4 separate regions of the Mus musculus genome follow, and regions 2, 3 and 4 are each linked to region 1. A link is a contact called in public ChIA-PET, HiChIP or PLAC-seq and promoter capture Hi-C data. All regions are on one chromosome and are shown on one strand. Each heading gives the region's core, a stretch centred on a gene start, on an enhancer-like site or on the middle of the called end of the contact. The rest is flanking DNA. Distances are from core to core; before and after follow the strand shown. Region 1 holds the start of Xrn2 (5'-3' exoribonuclease 2). Region 2 overlaps Ralgapa2 (Ral GTPase activating protein, alpha subunit 2 (catalytic)). Region 3 overlaps Ralgapa2 (Ral GTPase activating protein, alpha subunit 2 (catalytic)). Region 4 overlaps Ralgapa2 (Ral GTPase activating protein, alpha subunit 2 (catalytic)).

What was found. Promoter capture Hi-C pulls out the DNA fragments that hold promoters and counts their contacts. ChIA-PET counts read pairs in DNA pulled down with a chosen protein or histone mark. HiChIP or PLAC-seq counts read pairs in DNA pulled down with a chosen protein or histone mark.
Region 2: a contact with region 1 is called in an RNA polymerase II ChIA-PET map of memory CD8 T cells, with 50 read pairs. The contact joins the enhancer-like site here to the promoter of Xrn2 in region 1. A contact is called at or near these places in 6 of 39 promoter capture datasets (the 3T3-L1 cell line, 3T3-L1-derived adipocytes, the HPC-7 cell line and 2 more), 1 of 484 Hi-C or Micro-C datasets (the G1E-ER4 cell line) and 3 of 115 datasets of contacts at active chromatin or transcription factors (bone marrow-derived macrophages, effector CD8 T cells and memory CD8 T cells).
Region 3: a contact with region 1 is called in a promoter capture Hi-C map of liver, with 2.0 times the contacts expected there. The contact joins the enhancer-like site here to the promoter of Xrn2 in region 1. A contact is called at or near these places in 5 of 39 promoter capture datasets (the 3T3-L1 cell line, 3T3-L1-derived adipocytes, hippocampal neurons and 2 more) and 2 of 115 datasets of contacts at active chromatin or transcription factors (astrocytes and embryonic stem cells).
Region 4: a contact with region 1 is called in an H3K4me3 HiChIP or PLAC-seq map of bone marrow-derived macrophages, with 4 times the contacts expected there. The contact joins the enhancer-like site here to the promoter of Xrn2 in region 1. A contact is called at or near these places in 3 of 39 promoter capture datasets (3T3-L1-derived adipocytes and liver) and 2 of 115 datasets of contacts at active chromatin or transcription factors (astrocytes and bone marrow-derived macrophages).

What each region holds. Positions count from the first base shown.
Region 1 is chr2:147,011,270-147,014,797 of GRCm38.p6, forward strand. Xrn2 (5'-3' exoribonuclease 2) reads left to right here and starts at 1,730. Exons shown (of 30, transcript NM_011917.3): 1 at 1,730-1,927. The coding sequence starts at 1,853.
Region 2 is chr2:146,495,234-146,498,423 of GRCm38.p6, forward strand. The region is part of intron 1 of Ralgapa2 (Ral GTPase activating protein, alpha subunit 2 (catalytic)); the gene reads right to left. Among named protein-coding and RNA genes, the nearest start is that of Ralgapa2, 15 kb to the right of the region's middle. Within about 2 kb of position 1,903, at least 30 of the 459 cell types and tissues checked have an H3K27ac peak or open chromatin away from gene starts, as enhancers often do. A contact at or near this core is called in the HPC-7 cell line, effector CD8 T cells and memory CD8 T cells, where this site is marked.
Region 3 is chr2:146,468,926-146,472,157 of GRCm38.p6, forward strand. All of the region lies in intron 3 of Ralgapa2 (Ral GTPase activating protein, alpha subunit 2 (catalytic)), which reads right to left. Among named protein-coding and RNA genes, the nearest start is that of Ralgapa2, 41 kb to the right of the region's middle. Within about 2 kb of position 1,951, at least 14 of the 459 cell types and tissues checked have an H3K27ac peak or open chromatin away from gene starts, as enhancers often do. A contact at or near this core is called in liver and neural stem cells, where this site is marked.
Region 4 is chr2:146,439,673-146,443,139 of GRCm38.p6, forward strand. The region is part of intron 10 of Ralgapa2 (Ral GTPase activating protein, alpha subunit 2 (catalytic)); the gene reads right to left. Among named protein-coding and RNA genes, the nearest start is that of Ralgapa2, 71 kb to the right of the region's middle. Within about 2 kb of position 1,784, at least 3 of the 459 cell types and tissues checked have an H3K27ac peak or open chromatin away from gene starts, as enhancers often do. A contact at or near this core is called in bone marrow-derived macrophages, where this site is marked.

The sequences.
Region 1 (3,528 bases), core at 480-2,979:
CAGCACTCGGGAGGCAGAGGCAGGCGGATTTCTGGAGTTCGAGGCCAGCCTGGTCTACAAAGTGAGCTCCAGGACAGCCAGGGCTATACAGAGAAACCCTGTCTCGAAAAACCAAAAAAAAAAAAAAAAAAAAAAAGAACATAGCACATCCCAGAGGACACAAACTCTTAAGAAGGGGCTATTTCCAAATAATATTCTTAAACACACACACACAAACACATATACGTGTACACACACATATGTGTATATATACACTATTCTAAAACTAAACATAGGCTAGCTACCTCTCTAAGCATTTAAGTTACCTCTACATTAGCATTTAAATGAAGTCATTAAACCATTGAGGAAGGGGCAACCTTTACTGCCTGACAAGCAGCAGAGAAACACTTTAGAGGTCTCTTAAGGTGAGCCTTTGTGATTGTGATTTGTCAGGCCTAGGGGGGATTCAGGGAAGAGACTTTCAAGCTTGAGCAAATGGGCAGATACCTCCCTCCTCTTTCTAGACTTCTTTCATATGCTGCAGGTGGGATGGGGGATATGACAGGGTACATTTGAAGCCACCAGAAAAGAAGGGATACAAATATCATGTTGGTTGAGAACAGAGGATTAAATGACCCTTGGTTAAAGTGAAATACAAGCAGTATGAATAAGCAAGCAATTTAGCTCTTTGATAACCCGTTATCTGTGTTACAAAAACAAAAAACCAAACCCCCCCCAAAAACGGTAGAGCAAGACCACAGGATGGGTGGAGTTGTTACACTGTGCCTGACTCAGGCAAACAATCACTGCCTCAAGGCCAGGCTGTTACTGCCCACATAGAAACAGGCTTCCTCAAAACAAGCCCCTTTTAGCTTTTTACTTTCCTGCCTGCTGCATGCACGTAATCTAATAAACTGCTTTTTCTGTTTGGAGAATATTTTTTACACTGGAGTCACCCAAATGACACGGCCAGCCAGCACAGAAGGCTCAACTGGTGATTAAATAAGAAAATTCTTTAGTTCCTTGCCTAAGCACATCACAGGTACTCAATAAATGCTAGAACGTGATATTAGCAAATTTTGGCTAGACTCTGCAACTGTTTAAAGTGACCTCGTTGGGCTGAGAGATGGCTCAGCAGTAAAGCGTTCATGCTGTTTTTCCAAAGTAGAGTTTGATTGCTGGCAGCCACAGCAGGCTGAATACTGCTGTTTGTAACTCCAGCTCCAGGGGATTTGAAACCTCTGGCCTCCACAGGTACCAGCACTCGTTCACAAAGCCACATGTACATATACACACATTGCGTAACTAAAAATAAATCTTAAACATATTTTTAAAAAGTTGCTTATGCAAAGCAGATTTTAAAAAAAAATTGCAAAACACTTGAGGATGCTTTTTCATAGTTCGGCCAGGCACAGCAGCATAGAAATGAGAGAAACCAGGAAATGGAAACTAGAGTGTAGATGCTTCTATTCAGCTCAAGACTGATTGTGAGAAAGGAAGTAAGATAGGCCACGCCTTTCCAAAGTCTCGGCCACACAAGGACTTTGCGGCTGCGGGCCTAATGTGGCCGGCGCTCTTGGCTGGATTGCCGGAGAAGGCATCCGCCAGGAGTCGGCTCTCAAAGGCTTTACCAGAGAACGCGGCGAGCCAGGTCTACAGCTCGCCCAGCCGGGCCTCCACTCCGGCAGTCTAAATGAACTTCCACTTAACCGAGCTCCTTTCCCTGCATCCCCCGCGGTGGTGGTATGACGTAACTTCCGGCCGCTGAACGCACGTGGGAGGAAGTGCTGGTGCCCGCGGCTGCCGCTCCTGCTAGTCTCGTTGGTTACACTCTCCCGCTGGCCCGGCTGCTGTTTCGAGCTGCCCGCTGGTCATGGGAGTCCCGGCGTTCTTCCGCTGGCTCAGCCGCAAGTACCCGTCCATCATTGTCAACTGCGTGGAGGAGAAGGTGAGGAGGCGGCCAGTACGCCGGAGTGGGGACCCGGCGTGGCAGGTCTAGGCCGAGGCCCTCGGGGATGGGCGCCCGCCCCAAGCTGCCTCACGGGCCGCTTCGCGGGTTCGCGGTTCCGGAGGCGGTCTGGGCGGAGCGAGGGCGAGTAGGGGGCTTTGGGGGCTTGGGCGGCTCCTCCCCCGCCTGCGAAGCGGGGCACCCCAGGCTCCGCCCACGGCTTTGTTCCCTCCGCGCCGCTCACTGAGCTCCAAAGGGCGCCCAGGCTAGTCAGCCCCCCTAGCGCGGGCAGCAAGGTTGGCAGGGTAGGGACCGCTGGTTGGTCCACTGTCTTGAGCCCGGAGTTCCCGTTGGCTGGATCGCTTGTTTTCCACCCGAGCCTGGCCATTTGTTGCAGTTAAGCGTGCGCGGGCAGCAGCTAGTTACGAAGGACTAGGCTAGGGGAGCGCTCTTTCTCCCTGGCGGGCTTTGCTGTACGAATGCCGGGCAGCTCGCTGTGTTTCACTTCCTGCCTCCGTTAGTTTGCTAGTTTACAGGCAGACTTTTAAGTCGTTCCGATTCGTGAGTGTTGCTTTTGTCGTTCGCGTAATTCTGTCGAGTTCGACTTTGTACTCTAAGTTAGAATTTCTGGATTGGAAAAGTTCCGGGCACATGTGTCCCCTCCCACTTTCGGCTTTAGAACCGCCTCTCTCCAAGAACCTATTTCTCCCGCTGAAGTTATTTACTTTCTCACTTCCTGTCTTAGAAGAAACCAAAAGCTTTGTTTTGGTGACAATCCTAGTATATTTTTGTGTTCTCCAAAGACAAATTGCTAAGCTGAACCATTATTTCTTTATAAACATTGTGTTCTCCTGGGGGGGGGGGGTCTTCCAAAGGGAGAGCCACTTTTTCGTAACAGACACTTTGAACTGTTTTGGTTGTGTCTCTTAATATGGTTAAGTTTGATTTATCGGTTTTAGGTCTATCTAATTTTGGGTAGAAGAGGAATTAGCTATTTATTCACCACCACCCCAGTTTTTCTAATGCTAATCCATAAATCTGACGGTAAAATTTGTAATTTAACGGAGAACTCGTTTAAACGTATATCGGGCCAAGGCGTGGCACATACTTTTACTCCCAGCACTTGGGAGAGAGGTAGGCTTGAGTTTTGGAGGTCAGCCAGATATACACAGAGTTCAAAGCAAACCAAGGCTTACGTAATGAGACCCTCTTGCAAAACAAACAAAAATTCTATCGCCTATACAAAGTATCATTTCTATTTCTAAGATTGATGTTATTTCCCCGCACCCCCCCCCCCAGCTGTTTAACTTTTTGGTTCCCCTGTACATTTTAGTTCTCATTCAAGATTGTCAAACCTTTGACCATACAAGCTTCGATAGAAGCAGTGTTGTTGGCTGTTTTTAATTGTGATTGTAGTTTAGGCTGTTTATCTTTTATTCGCGCTAGCTCCTCCCTTACCCCCTCCCTTTCACCCCTAGTTGGGTACACTTTATACCTTTCCCCATCCAAATTCTTTTATCAGGCATTCCGTCAAGTCCTTTTTTTTTTTTTTTTTTTTTTTTTTTGGTCCATTGCGCCTCTTTTTTTTATTAGGTATTTTC
Region 2 (3,190 bases), core at 653-3,152, 520 kb before region 1:
TTCCCCCAAAGGACTGTCCTTACCTTTAGAAAATCATAATGATGTTCTTGCTCTGTCATCAGCCTAAATTACTGACCTCTGTTGTATACCTTACACAAGTTAAAAAAAAAAACCCTTGTCTGTTCACTGGGAGCCACTTGTAGGCATACAATCTGCTGACAGAATGTAAGAGCATAAAAATCACAACCTACTGTGTTGTGGATTTAGTCAAACACTTGTATTATATTAATTGGGTTCCCAAAATTGCACAAGAATCCTGCATGTAAGACAGTGAGGGTCCCTGCCCTCAGTTGGTTCTGATTGCTAAACAAAGTTGCTGGTGGCCAATAGCTGGGCAGGGAGACAAAGGCAGGGAATTTAGGATTCCCAAGCAAGAGGACCAAGAGAAGGAAGACAAATAAGATCCAAGCTTTCTTGAGAGCTGCAGAAGAGAGAGCACACCAATGATATAAGAGCCTGGGAAGAGCAGCCCCAGGGCCCTCCCTGCCCCCATTGGGTCTAGGGCAGCAAAGATGGAATATAGATTTTACTAAGTAATAACTCAGGAGTATCGGAGGGGAAGCATGTGCGTGTGCATGTGTGTCTTTCTTTCTGGAACTCAGAACATTAGGGCGGGTAGCGAGGATCTTGCACCAGTGCTGGCAGAACAATGTGAGCAGCGTTAATTGCTATAGCAACACTACCGGAGTAGTGAACAGTTTGTTATAGGAGCCCAGTAAGACACAATACAGCCACGTAAGGATAATATAAGTCTTCCCATCCTGGAATGCACAAACGTTTAAGGTATCTTCATAAAAACACAGCATTAGACTATGTATAATGATAACTCGTGCAAACAGGTGGTGTGTGTGGGTGCTCACAAGCACAGCTGAAAGCAAGAGAGACAGGGGAACATGCACAAGCAAGAGAGCAGGTTTACCCAAATACCAGCAATGGATAAAGGACTGCGGAATTTTAAATGATTTTTTACACTACTCAAAGCTCATTCACATTATTCAAATTTTCATAATAGGTGTATTAAATATGCAACCCCCAAAAAAAAGCTAAAAGAAGAAAAGTTGCTTCCCAGTGTTTTGTAAAGAAACGAAAAACTTTCGTTTACAGTAGTTCAAAACTGAACTACTATAAAAGAAATTAGCAACTATGCAGTCTGTACATTGGATACACTATTCTTTAAACTTGAAAACACAACTTTTCAATTCTGAAGAAAAGTTAACACAAATGATACATAGAATAATAGCTTGATCATTTCTAAAAGCAGCAATTTTCACAAATTCCCTGTCCAATATGTGCACTTTAGGAATGGCACCATACCTTGCTCGGAGTGCTTGGTAATGATCTAATTGCTGAAAGGAGATTAGTTATGTTTGGGAAAGGCTGTGTATCTATAATTCAGTAGAAAGGATAGAAAACACAACTACAGCAAGAGATGCTTATGTCATATTCAAGAGCTTGTACTGAGTGGAAAGAAGCAAACATGGATACCTTAAGATGCCAAAAAAGGTGATGAAATCTCCAATCACAACAAGCTTTCATTTACAAGACCTGGTAGCCTTAGACCATATGAGTCAACCTCTTACTCTGCCAGACAGACTATAAAGTGCTAATGAGATGGTCTAGGCTCAGAAATGACAGCTCTGGGAGTCTACCATCGTACAGGTGATGGGATCTTCAGGCTGGAGACAGCAGTAAGAAGACTCAGGAAAGCATGTGGGATACAAGCAGGGCTTTGGAATGGACTTGGGCTCTCAAGCAGAAGAGCAAGCACTAACCATTAAGCTGCTCTCTAAAGAGGGAGGCAGGCATTTATTGATTTGCTGGCATGAACTAACATTGTCTCTGAAGGATCCCAGAGGCTTAGGCTACAGCAGCCACTGCAAGCAGACTGTAGTAGTTTGAATGAGAAAGGCCACCACATTTGAATCGTTCATCCCTAGTGGGTGGGGCTGTTTTGGGAGAGAGTAGGTGTGGCCTTATTGGAGGAGTTGTGTGACTGGTGGCTTTGAGGTTTCAAAAGCCCAGTCTGTCTGCCTACATCTTGCAGACTATTAAGCTCTTAGCTACTTCTGCCATGTCCCTGCCAGGATGGTCATGGACTCACCCTCTGAAACTGTGAGCAAGCCCCCAGTTAAATGCTTTTATACCCTTCTTTGGTCATGGTGTCTCTTCACAGCAATACCACAGTACAGAACAGTACAACTGAACATGTACAAAAGTGGTCAGAAGAGAACACATGCCGTGCTTTCAGTGGTTAACACGCTGAGGCCCAGGAACGTGTGTGCCCCTGTCTTCTTGGGTACGCCTGGTCTCAACCACCGTCTGAGAAAGACACAAGGCTCGGTGGCACTAATTCATAATACAGTTAATACTAAACCAAAATTCAAAGTTCTCACAGGTCTTTTTATTAAGAAACCCTCAAAATACAAAAAAAGCGTTAAAACCTGCAATGAGCCTCCCGGCAGGGTCTGCTGCTGTTTGTCATCATTTATATAGCTGAGTCATTACTATTCTGACCCACAGACATTTTTCTCAGCTCAGTCTTTTTCAGCCAATGGCCTGTCTCCCTCTTCCTCCATGTCTACAGTGCTTTCTAATTGCCTGTCTTTGCCTATTACCCAATTACCAGTGCAGTCCATTGTGGGGCCGCAGCACATGGTCCAGAATACTCTACCTTTCCTGTTCCATGGGCCACAGTGTTCCTAGCCTGCATCCTCATCACTGGTCCCTGCAGAGCGAGGAAGGACACAAACTGTGTGTCCCCTCTTTCTCCACAAGTATGCATGCCACAGCTTCTACACCACTCAGAGCTGTCCAATACCACTTCCTTCTCTCTTCTCTTTTGTCTCCAGTCACTGCCCAGCTTAGGACAAAGGTTTTGACTCTTCATAAAGTAAGCTGTGTTGGCTTGAATGAGATCTCCAACCCCCAACCCCGCTTCTCAGGCATTGAATATTAGGCTTCCCTGTTGGTGACCATGTTTGGGGAGGCTCAGGAAGGATGTCTTTGCTGGAGAAAATTCATCTCTGCCGGTAGCCTTCAAGGTTTCAAAAGCCATGTGTCATCCCAGTTGACGCTCAGCTTCCAGCTCCAGTCCCTACACTTCCCTGCTGGGACAAGGCATGAACTTAGCCCTCTGTAACTGTAAGCCCCAAATAAACCCTTCTCTCTCTAAGCCTTGGTCGTGGTGTTG
Region 3 (3,232 bases), core at 701-3,200, 540 kb before region 1:
TCCTTAAGAAAACAAAGGGTGAGCCTACAAGAGAAGGGCATTTCAGGAAGATTAAACAGTGTCCACCCCACCCCCAGAAAGCTTTTCTGCTGCTCTGAGGACTTCCAAAGGTTGCCAATAGGGACAAGAATAAGACAGGAATGAGGAGGCAGAGACCAGATGAAGAGGGCCCTTGAGAGAGTGCTGGGAGTGCAACAGCCCAGATGGCAATGGGAACCAGCACTGCATTGCAGGAGAGCACTGGAGAGGCTGAGGGAGAGAGCAGAGGACTGATGCCTATAGACTAGTTGGTTAGATACTCCTCTGCCGGATGGAGCATGAGATGTGCAGAACCACAGACAAAACAGGAAAGCATTCCCATTACGCACTAACACATAAACTTTCAAACATTTGAAGCCTTGGAAGCAGAAACATGATACATTTTATAAGTTTATCTTTTCACTTGCACATCATATTCAGGTCTAACCCTCTCTAAGAAAACACCTCACTAGGATGTCTCATAGACTCTCAACTTTGTAGCATAAAATTCTGCCATAAGAGGTGAGCTTTGCCCTGAAGAAAGGTCAGCTCTAAGAAGTCGTCTTTGTACACATGAAACTCACATAAAAGGTGTCAGTCACGCCCTTTAGTTAGTCTCCAATTCACGCAAGCTTCTGGTTTTTGGCTAAAATCTATATGTCTTTCATCCTCTTCTATTTTGTACTAGCATATCTAATTGGCTCTCCTTTCCATATCGTTCTTTTATTTAAAAAAAAATTCACTTTGAGAGAATCTGCATAGGGAAGGAGACAGAAACAGCAGAGCATGCATGCAATGCTTGGTTGCTGCCACCTCAGAAACTTAAGATTGAAATGACACTAGATGTACTACAGACCTGTAGGCTATTGTGGGACTGGCCACACTGTCATCAGTAAATGTCCCTGCTCTAAGGATTAGCTGCAGGGAAGGAAGGCTTCAAGCTAGCTCTTTCCTTCCTACCCAGTGTCACTTGCACAAACACTAGATGTCGCTCTCTAACAGCTACTGTGTTATAAACCACACAAAACAAGCCAGCGAAAACACACAAAACAGCAAGCACCTGTACAGCTCTCTTCTAAGCGAATATTTTTTAAAAAGAAACCAATTCATACAAACTAGGTCTCTACATTATTGTGAGAACATTGTAAAAGGAGAAGACGTGCTCTGTTCGACCATAACACCACCTGCTAACTTGTTATTGTGAATGGCCTGCCATTAAGTCTTGATGTGCGCTCTCTTCTATTATCTCGAAAGGATTCGTGTGTACATTTCCTATCTCTCGTCTACGTGATCTTCTTTGAGGGTGTCAGTTACCACAGGTCAGTTGCTACCACGATGGGGTGGGTAAGGCACCTTGCTAAGGCAGATAATCAATCACAAGAATGTAATTTCAGACTTCCACAAACGTCTTGTCTCCAGGTTCCCTTCCTCCAAGGTGAACTGAGTAATTCAGTACACTCTGTTGGGCCAATCCCAAGTTTCTCACCTCGAGATCCCAAATCATAAGAGAGGCTGCAGTCCTGCAGTGTGGCAGTTAACTTATCCACTGAAAACAAATACCTTCACCTCAGACCTTGGTCCTCTAATTCAAACTATTAATATAGCACAATAGAATAAGCAAATTATGTCCAAAATAAGCTAAACATTTATATCTTTTCTATCTTCCAGTTTGTTCAGTTCACAAACAAAAACAGACATCAGAATAACTATGATAAGAGAGAGAGAGAGAGACCTGAATCCTATGTTTTAACATGCCCCTTAGTATTTACTGGATTTAGTATCCAGTAAATGCATGCACCAAGAAGAGATAGTAATAAAATCAACAATCAAGCTAGGGGTGGCACTCAAATCCAAAGCAGTGTCAGAGGAATGAAAGCCAGACTTTGGTTTCACCCTACTTGCAGAGCTCCTAACACAGTGCTGGGACAAGCCATGTGACCGATTTCAGGAAAGAAGTTGAAAGTCTCTTTTCCTTACTTGGAGAAATCATGAGAAGCTAAACTCATTCTCTCTACAAAGCTCACCTGAGCATTGAGGAAGAAACCCACCATGGAAATCTGCTAAAGTGACATGTAAAACCTACTGCAGCCCTAGGCTCACCAGCGGTCATACAATAACTCCTGAACACAGCTGTGGGCAAGGCTTTGCAAATGAACGCCCTGGCTCTGATCCAGCATCCCCACAATCTTTGGGGAGGGAAGATAACGTACTTATGCCACCCTGCGTACTGAGGGAAATGCAGACACCCGTGCCTGTGGTTATTCATGCCCTTCATCTGTGTGCCCTTCATCTGTGTGCCTTTCAAAAGGCCCAGGCATCACCTGTACCCACTGTGCAGCTCACCTGCTGCAATTTACCTCTCACTTCAGTGCTTCCCAGACCACCAAAGAAGGGACAGAGAAGAGACATAATGACCTATCCTGGAACGAGGAATTCATGTCCTTTAGCTTGGAGGCGGGGGTAAAGGATGAGTCTATAAGGTGTGGTGGAGAGACACGGGACCAAGTAATTTGATTTACTGCTATATTAATGGCATTTTCATCCCAAAGCATGAATACAAAAGAATGAAATTTGCATGACTTTTCAATTTTATATTTCCAAAAAGCTGCTTTGAAGCCATGTTTCCTTGCTCCATGGAAGTCAAGCAATGCTGAGGCCACAGCCATAGCACCTTGGGACTATTAAGAAGCCTAGGAAATCTACTACAGTAAAACCCTAATTCTTGGAAGTCTCCAATCCCATAAGGACAGACCTACAGTAAAGTGAAAATCTAACCCTGTGTTTAACAAAGAGGAATGACCTTTCAGGTGTAGTAGCCTGGAAACTCCATAGCTTCTCCACTATACATGGTATATATACATACATACATAAAATAAGTAATTTTAAAAGGCTAACCAGAGTTCAAACATTTAAAAAAAATTGTAGACACTTCAAACAAAGCTGCAGTTACAGTTTTGAGGGTTAACAGACCTGTAAGTGACTTCTAGGCTCACTAGTCCTACCCCCTGATTTCTAGGCCTGGAAGCCAAAGCAAAGAAGGTAGGTACCTCTATCAAAATCATCAGCTTAATGCTGTCAAAGCCGATCTAGACCCAGACATATCTGAGCCTTGTCTCTTCCATCTAGCTTGTTCTAGGTGGGGGAAAATGCTATTAACACAAAAGTACCAAATAACTACAATGAACAGAGGTTGAGAATTTAAGAGACTTTAATT
Region 4 (3,467 bases), core at 534-3,033, 570 kb before region 1:
GAGAGGTGTGATGTTCTCTAGCCATTAAACAATTACAGTAAGTACTGAAGAAAGAAGGGACAATTAGCCAAAAACAACAACAACAACACAACAACAACAACAACAAAAAATAACCCTCAGTACAATTAGAACGTGAAAGGTAAGACTTGATTTACATCCAAGAAAAGCAGTTTCTATGTTACATGGAAGTAGAATAAAGCTGTAATCAAAACACAGAGGTTATAACACTGTATTTAGGAAAAAGTTTTTAAAAATTACATGGAATTTGTAAGAGAAAATCCAAAGCATATGTATGTGAGCTGTACACAGTAAAAAGGTAGAAAAATATGTGTCATGCAAACACCAGAAGGCAACATATTAACACTACACATTCTATTTATAAAATTAGAAGCTGCTGTCTCTACATCAGATCACGGCCATCACAGAAAGTTACGAGTGGACACAACTAGATTGGTGTACTGTGAGGGGCTAGTCCCAGCAGATACACCTTTAACTCAGCTCCTACACCCAAGGCTCAGGGAACACCATGAAAGGATTATAAATGCCAGATGACCAGGAAGTCTGCTTTGAGACTGTACCTTCTACAGTCTCAGCAAAGCCTGAACAATGGCATTATCAACAGAAACATCAACAGATGTGGTAATTTGGAAAGAAGGCAATCTCATGGAGTCCCACACCTAGATAAAAAAATGGTAAGTAATAGCTGAGAGGGAGAACTACCCTCTCCCAGGTGGATGTCAGTTGGAAAAGGAGATGGGAGTGGGAAAAGGGACATGGGGGGGTGGGGGGTTGAAAAGAAGATAAATAGGAGATGGGTTAGAGGGAGCAAAGGGCAGAAAGGAAATGTCATTAAATAAAAAATAAATTTTGAAAACATGAAAGCTTCTTAATAAACTATCAATTTACAGGAATGCATAGCAACTAGAATATATAGTAATGCTACAGAGAGAAAAATCTAACTAAATTAGTCTGGCTTCATGGCTAGATTAATCACTAAGTTTGGTGATCACACAGCTGAGCAGTCAACTGCAGGTCTCCCACCACCTTTGCTACAGAGGAAAGCTCTGGCTGAAGTCACCTAGTGGGTTAAACTCTTTGCTCTGTGAAAAGCTTCACTTCACTGTCTTGCTCAGGGAAAGTTGTTCTTTCAGCTATCTTTCCTGCTTCTCCAGGGACAGCTGCCTTTGGCTACCCTGGGGTGAAACATGCCTGCTATACACTTTTGTAACTGCCGAGTTAGCTATTCCTGGGGAAAGGACATAAAATGGCATGGGACATAATGCTATTTAGTCAGCAACTTCTCTTTAAATTTGCAGAACGAACCCAGAACCTTTTATGGATAACAACAGTCTGTGTGACAGAAAAGCAAACTAACCAAAATTCAGAAATAGTATCATTCCTGCCAAATTCAAAAGCCTACCCACTATGCCCATACCCAAAATCAGTATCTATGGAGTCTTATACCTGCAACCCCTCAACATGGCTTCTTCTTTTTCTAAGACACACAAGAGTCCTCATCTTCCAACTTGTCACCTCGTTGCCAATAAAGTGCTTCCTTTCCCATCACCTTCTCTCTCAAATGTGTGGTTTCTCCAGGCAGCAATGAAACTTGACTTTCTGTATCCTCTTAGTCAGGGTTTCAATTGCCATAAGCACCATGATCAAAAGCAAGTAGGAGAGAATAGGAGTTTAACTGGCTCGTGCACGCCCATCACTGTTCATTACTTAAGGAAGTCAGGACAGGAACTCAGATAGGGCTGGAATTCGGAGGCAGGAGCTGATGCAGAGGGAGGCCATGGAGGAAGTTGGTTTATTGGGTTGCTCCTTACGTTTCCCTCAGCATGCTTTCTTATAGAGCCCAGGGATGGCCTCACCCATAATGGACGGGACTACCCAATCAATCACTAATAAGAAAATGCCCAGGTTTGCCTGCAGCTGAATCTTAATAAGGCATTTTCTCAATTGAGGTTCCCTTCTCTAGCTTGTGTCAAGCTGACATAAAAGTAGGCAGCACATGCAGCTATGCTGCAACTGATGCTCATGCAAACATACTGCAAATGCTCAGCCTTTCAAAGGAAAAAAGGAACATCTATAGCTACAGCAGGATACTCGTATTGGACAGAAAGCACACAAACACGGAAGAGAACTGGGAGAGAAGCCAGCTGTCTCAGGCCTGCTCATTAGACCCTCCACTTCAACAGGTCCCAGTTTTTACCTGCCACTCCGAGGTCTGTGCAAGATCATTTCCTTACCTGGTTTAGTCTATCTCCTGCTGCTCCACTCTGCTAGGAAGACTATACGCTGAGCTCTTCTGCTCTGCCTCATAAATTTCCAATCCTGTTTCCTCCTTTTTCTAGTATATATTTATGTTACAGTTTCTTGCTTACTGCAAAACTGTTTATCTTTTTTAAAATGTTAAATGTCCTCATGCCAAAGCTTCAACTTTAGAACCAAAGTCCAAAGTCCTTATAAAGTCTTCCTGGCTCTGACTTGTATGGTGAGAAAGGTTTGGCTTATAAATTCCTAAGTGCAAGAAAGACCTAAGATTCTTCTTCCCTGCTAATCTCTGGCCACATGTACAAGCCCAAATAAATACATAAATAAATCCACACTCACTATTTTTAAAGAACCAAAAAGAGAGAGAGAGAGAGTTTTGGAATACTTTCTTGAAGCCACTCAATCTCTCTCTCTCTGTCTCTGTCTCTCTCTCTCTCTCTCTCTCTCTCTCTCTCACACACACACACACACACACACACACACACACACACACACGTCACAATATCCAACACAGCAAGTACTCTAAGGCTGTGGAACCAAGGTAAAAGATTTGCTAAATACAAAACTAAAACAACCCTATACATTATGATTCCTAATCAATTTTGATAATGATACATTTAGTTAGTTACTTCCTTAGTGTTCTGAGACAAAGTTCCATATAGCCCAGAGTAATCTCAAGCTAGCCATGTAGTTAAAGCTTAAAGTCCTGTTCCTCCTGCTGCCATCTCTCAAATACTGGGATTATAAGTTTTTAATCATTGATCAGTGGTACACTTATCTGTTATAAGATAGATTTCTAGTGTAATAAAATTGGCTAGCCATAAGATGCCAGTCAAAACTGATCCCAGATACGTCTGCCCAGGAACACCAAGCCTGCTGCAAAGCACTGCACCGCTCGACTGCGGCCCAGCTCCTGCTCACTTTCTTTTCCTTCCCCTGCTCTTTCCAGCTTTCTGCTCCAGCTCTTCCCAGCTCTTCCTTTCCTACCTGAGGTATGTTATTCCAGGGCCCTGGATAAAGAGCTTTTCTCTCCTTTATGTCCTTTCTCATTCATCTCATTGCTCTTGTGCCACAAACATATACATACACACACACACACACACACACACACACACATACACACACACACACACATTCATTCATGTCATGTAACATGACAGGGAAATTACAACTTTCTGAAAGTGCCTCTG